2 separate regions of the Sus scrofa genome follow, and region 1 is linked to region 2. A link is a contact called in public Hi-C data. All regions are on one chromosome and are shown on one strand. Each heading gives the region's core, a stretch centred on a gene start, on an enhancer-like site or on the middle of the called end of the contact. The rest is flanking DNA. Distances are from core to core; before and after follow the strand shown.

Evidence for each region. A called contact is a pair of places that touch in the nucleus more often than the background predicts.
Region 1: a contact with region 2 is called in a Hi-C map of embryonic fibroblasts, with 2.0 times the contacts expected there. The contact joins two enhancer-like sites. A contact is called at or near these places in 2 of 47 Hi-C or Micro-C datasets (embryonic fibroblasts and fibroblasts) and 1 of 2 datasets of contacts at active chromatin or transcription factors (skeletal muscle).

The regions. Positions count from the first base shown.
Region 1 is chr5:66,858,850-66,861,549 of Sscrofa11.1, reverse strand. The region is part of intron 1 of TSPAN11 (tetraspanin-11); the gene reads right to left. Among named protein-coding and RNA genes, the nearest start is that of TSPAN11, 7.4 kb to the right of the region's middle. Within about 2 kb of position 1,404, at least 32 of the 83 cell types and tissues checked have an H3K27ac peak or open chromatin away from gene starts, as enhancers often do. A contact at or near this core is called in embryonic fibroblasts, where this site is marked.
Region 2 is chr5:66,590,381-66,593,080 of Sscrofa11.1, reverse strand. All of the region lies in intron 5 of CRACR2A (EF-hand calcium-binding domain-containing protein 4B), which reads right to left. Among named protein-coding and RNA genes, the nearest start is that of CRACR2A, 17 kb to the right of the region's middle. Within about 2 kb of position 1,405, at least 10 of the 83 cell types and tissues checked have an H3K27ac peak or open chromatin away from gene starts, as enhancers often do. A contact at or near this core is called in embryonic fibroblasts, where this site is marked.

The sequences.
Region 1 (2,700 bases), core at 155-2,654, 270 kb before region 2:
CTGGGGCTGAGAGTTTGGGCTCATCAAACTGTTTCTTCACAGGACTAGTCAGTACATGTTTCAGGTCTGTGGGCCTCTGGCTTCTGCTCTATATTCTTCTTTGTTTTTTATTTCAATCCTGTAAGTTTGTAAAAATCATCCTTGGCTTGCAGGTCATCCAGAAACAGTTTGCAGAGCCCTGGAGATCAGCCAGTCCTGCAACTATTAAATCTAATGATAGAAGCAGCGACTCACAGTTAGCAGTCATCACAGAGTAAATTAAAACCAAGGGGGAGGGCAGAACGATTCGCAGTATTTGAAGGTCTGAGGTCATTGGGGCTTCTCCCGCTCACTTCTGCTTGTTTTTATCACTGTTTTTTCTAACTCACTTTTCCTTTCTACATTAAAAAGAGGGGGCTGGGGGCTTACTCCCACCCTCCTCCAGTTCGCAGTACCAGCACCTGCTTCCCAGGACTGGCTTGGAACTTTCGGTTTTCAGCAGCGTAAAAGCCCTCAGCCTTCTGTTCAGAGCTACCAGAAAGTGCTAATTGCCTTCCGAGTGTTTCCATCTCTCCCAGGGCTTCTAGTCCTAACTTCCTGTCCCACCCTCTCTTCCTACAGAGAGAGGAGTTTTTTCCTTCTGGAATAAAACTCCTGGGAGTTCCTGTCTTGGCTCAGTGGTTAACAAATCCAACGAGGAACCATGAGGTTCCGGGTTCGATCCCTGGCCTCGCTCAGTGGGTTAAGGATCTTGTGTTGCGGTGAGCTGTGGGGTAGGTCGCAGACACGGCTCTGATAGCTGTAGCTCCGATTAGACCCCTAGCCTGGGAACCTCCATGGGCTGAGGGTGTGGCCCTAGAAAAGACAAAACAAAAACAAAACCAAAAAACCCTCCTGGCTTCCCTAAACCTCTGTGTGTGCCAAACACACCCTAAAGTGTGGAGACGTGTGGCCCCTGCACACGGCCCCTCCCCCTCCTCACTTCACCCCAACTCTGAGACAGCACTGGGTCCCTGGTCACCAGGCCACTCCCTTCCCTGTCCCGACCTATCTGCTGGGCTTTGGCATAAAAGCCAAAGCAGCGAGGAGCCAGTGCATTTCTCAGCGCAGGCCTCCAAGTTCTTAGAGGCGTTTTGCTTTTCAATCTGTTCCAGGCCTCAGCCCAAAGGGGCAACACCCATTTCTGCTCCTGTCTGTTATTCTTTTCTTCTGAGCCTTTAAAACCCACTAGAACCTCTGTGCGAATGACCTCAGCTGACTTTTTAAAAATGTAAATGATTTAAAGCAGAGGGTGGAGACCTGGAAAGGAAACGGCAGCCTCTGGCATTTTCCAAAGATACACATCACGAAAGGGGATCCAGGGCCCTTGACCGGCCCACTCAGAAAGGCTTAGTTCTGCCCTAACTGGGCAACCATCCAGAAATGTGACCCACACGAGGACAAGGGTTCTGGCACTCACTGCCTTCCTGGGCCAGAAACACTCGCAGCCTCACAGGGGCCCCGTGCCTGGTTTAATGCTTGGCCGTTTCATCTCGAAATTCTTTTTTTTTTTCTTTCTTTTCTTTTTTTTTTTTTGCCTTTTCTGGGGCTGTATCTGAGGCATGTAGAGGTTCTCAGGCTAGGGGTCGAATCGGAGCTGTAGCCATCAGCCTACACCACAGCTCACGGCAACGCCGGATCCTTAACCCACTGAGTGAGGCCAGGGATCGAACCTGCAACTACATGGTCCCTCGTCGGATTCGTTAACCAATGCGCCACGACGGGAACTCCTCGAAATTCTTAATAATTTATCTTTGAATTTGTGTTTTGCAAATGAAGTCCCAGGGATGGCGGGTGTGAATGTGAGCTGAGGAGATAGACATGGTGTGTGTCACTGCCGTCCCTTGCTGCCTCCTGTGTCCTGGCGTTGCCAGTACCCCCGGAGAATTCCAGGGCACCCATGATGCGTGGGGCTCGGAGAGCCTCAGAGCAAGTCCAGGTTAGGGGTTCTGTCTGTGACGGAGGGGGTGGTGCTGGTGGCCTGGGAGGCCAGGCTCTCTGCTGGAACCAGAGCTTGGCTCAAAGCAGCCAGAAAGCAGTGCATTCGAAGAAAGCCTCCACCCAAGGGACCCTGCCATGGCTTTGGCCTTTCCTGTTTCTGTTGCTTCCTGCATTAGTCAACACTTACACTGAAAACTGATGACACGGGAGGAAAAGAAAGACAGTGGTACATAGGTTCTTTCTCTTTCCGCTCTTCCTTTATTACCCTTAGGCCAAAGGGGGAGTGTGCTGAAAGTGTGTGTGTGTGTGTGTGTGTGTGTGTATCAAGAAGTGAAATAATAACAGTTGAGTTAGTTTCCTGCACCAGTTTCACTGTCACGGTGAGAACAAAATACATGGGCACAGAAGAGCTTTGAAAAAGGAATTGTGTCACTTTGATGATTCAATGTATGAGTTAAATGCTTGTAAATTTACATGTAAAACTGGCACTGCGCAATATAGAGGCGAATGGTAAAACTCATGCAAATAATTAAAAACATCAATTTGTCTTTACTAACAATGTTATTAAAAGCGAGTAAGAGAGTTCCCGTTGGGGCTCGGTGGAAACGAAAATCGGACTAGGATCCATGACGACTCAGGTTCGATCCCTGGCTTTGCTCACTGGGTTAAGGATCTGGCGTTGCCGTGAGCTGTGGTGTAGGTTGCAGGTATAGCTCAGATCCTGTGTTACTGTGGCTGTGG
Region 2 (2,700 bases), core at 156-2,655:
CCCCTCCTCCTTGGAGGGAAGTGGAGGTGCAGAGGGAGTGTCCCCCGCTCTGGAGGGGCAGAGGGGAGCTGGGCTTTAACCCGAGGCCACCACATTCAACCTTGTCCCGCGCCTTGCCCCACCGGGCTGTGGCTGTTTCCCACTGGACCCGCACCAAACACTGAACCCAGATTCCAGCTCAGATCTGAGATGTTCTCAGCTTCTGCCCCCAAGGACAAGACAGTGGGAGGTGGAACTTCCCAGACTCGCCTCCTGGCCCTCCTCCCAAATGCAGGGTCAGAAATTAAAACCCACGGCAGTGAGAAAAGGCCCCGGGTTGTCTGACATGCCCCAGAACCTGGGTGCCCTGGCATCAGCTTTGGGATGCCAATCCCAAGCACTGCCTGGGTGTGACCTTGGAGGCTGCTGGGATGGGGGATTCTCTCCCACTCTGCAGAGAACCCGTAACCCCGAGGGGCACGGGCAGTCTGGGGAGCTGGAGCCAGGACTCCTCCCAGATCAGTCGTATTTCTCTGGGTACCGTGGGAGGAATACATGAGGCGTGTGGCTCAGAAACGGAGGAGGAAGCCAAGGCCGCTGCTGCCAATGGCAACGCTGTCTAATTGTCTAGTGTTTCGACAGCACAGGGATTCTCTAATCAGCTTTGCAGCGGCATTTTTATGGCTCTGCCTCCTTGGTCTGATCATAAACTCCTTAAAGATGGGCCTCTGTGTAGTGTGTGCTTAGTTCAACCTGGCACTGAGTCAGTGCCTGTGACACGCCAGCTACTGGTCGCACGCAACTGTTCCCCAATGCCCAGCCCAGGGCAGCACATGGCAGTCAAGCCTCGGTGCGTCTCTGGAACAGTGCTTGTTTCCCAGATGCAGTGACATGTTAGCCCCTGTGCCAAAAAGCCAGCTTGTAGAGGAGCCTGGGAGATGCCCCAAGATCCCCTGACTCCAGCCTGAATCAAACCATTCCCCAGCCCTTCCTTCCTCCTCCACCACCAACCAGAGTGCACCCTCACCCCAAACAACCTGAACCCCCAGCTTGTCTCCTAGATGTCCTGGGAACCCTTGGCTTCAGCCTGAGCCATTTGGAAAGCCCCCCACCTAATCATTCTGTAACCCCATGGGGGTTCCAGTTTCTTCTTTGACTTTTGAGCTGCAAGGATCTCTAGGGATCACGTGGTCCAGGAACAACCTGGAAGCAGGATGTGACCAACTCTTTTCTTTCTTTAACAGAAGAGAAGAGAACACAAATGACTCTAACAGAAACCCTCGGAGGCCGTCACAGCTAATGAGGGTGAGCACATTTCATGAAAATCTTGAGTAATTCACACAAATGAGTGTGTGGGAGCCGCAAAGTCAAGTGCATTTCTTCTGGTGAGTCATGACCAGAAAGTCTGAGAAACCCAATCCCGTTCTTGAATGTTGCCAGTAAGGAAACGGATGCTCAGAGAAGTGAAGCAAGCTGCCTGGGGTTACACAGCTGGTTAGCAGCAGGGCCCAGGCAGGAGCTTGGGTGGCTCCCATCTCCTGCTTCAGGGCTCTGCTCAGCCTAGGTCTCTGGTTCTGCACTCGGAGGACACCCTGAAAAGGCACTGCCAGAGGGACCCCAAGCCCACCTGAGCTCCCAGCTGGAAGCTGGCTTTGCCAGCTGACCGGGGCAGGTGTGGCTGCAGGGCCAGAACACTTGGCTGAGCTAGTTTTGCCCATACAGCCGAGAGTGACTTTGACTTTCATCTCAAGGACTTTTAAATCATCATTAAGTGGGGAGAAAAATACCAGTGGAGGCCACTAGGAGATGGACTAAGGGCTAAGAGGCTCTGGGGCAGGCCTCTCCCTGTGAGGGTGCAGGCCAGCAGCGGAGCTCCCTGCAGATAAGATTCAGGCCCTGAGCTGCATCACTGCAGCCATTCGGGCCCTCGCCTCCTTAGGGAACAAGGAAGCCATCCCCTCTGGAGGGGTCACCTGACTTTCGCTGTGGCTCCTCGGGGTGATCGATGCTGGGCTCAGAGAGGAGGGGTGGCAAGGGGCAGAAAATAATCCAGCCCCTCATTTTACAGGTGGGAAAACCAAGGCTCAGAGAAGCCTAGGGGCTAGGACCAGGTCACCAAGCTAGCTGGAATGCAGATTCGGTGGGGCTGGGGCGAGGCCTGAGACCCTGCATTCCTGGGATGCTGCCAGGTGATGCCGATGCTGATGCTGCTGGTCCACGCACTAGACTTTGACAGCAAAGCTCCACATCGTGTCGTCTGGGAGAGTGAAGGAGCCTTATGCTTCACCTCAAACTCTCCACTTGGCCAGACACACCCTCCAAGACTCACACACGTACTTATTTAAAATAATAACAAATGGCACTATTTTACCGTTCATCGAATGCTTACTACATGCCAGCATGCTTCCAAATCCTCACAAGTCAATGAGATGGATACTATTATCATCCCTGTCTTACAGGTAAGGAAGTTGCCACTCGGAGAGGTTAAGTAACTTGGCCTAAGTCACACAGGAAGTAGCAGAGCCAAGATTCAAACCTGGCTCTGTCTGACCTACCACTCCTCTCATCAACCCTTCCTCTCTGCGAGCCTTGGCAGCCCTGCCCCAGAATCTTCCTGCTACACCTCTGAATGGGGCCTTCCTGCCCCAAGACAGGTTGAGGGGTTTCTAATGGGTCTTGGGTGCCAGGCTATTTCACTGTGAATCCTGGCTCTGCCCCTTA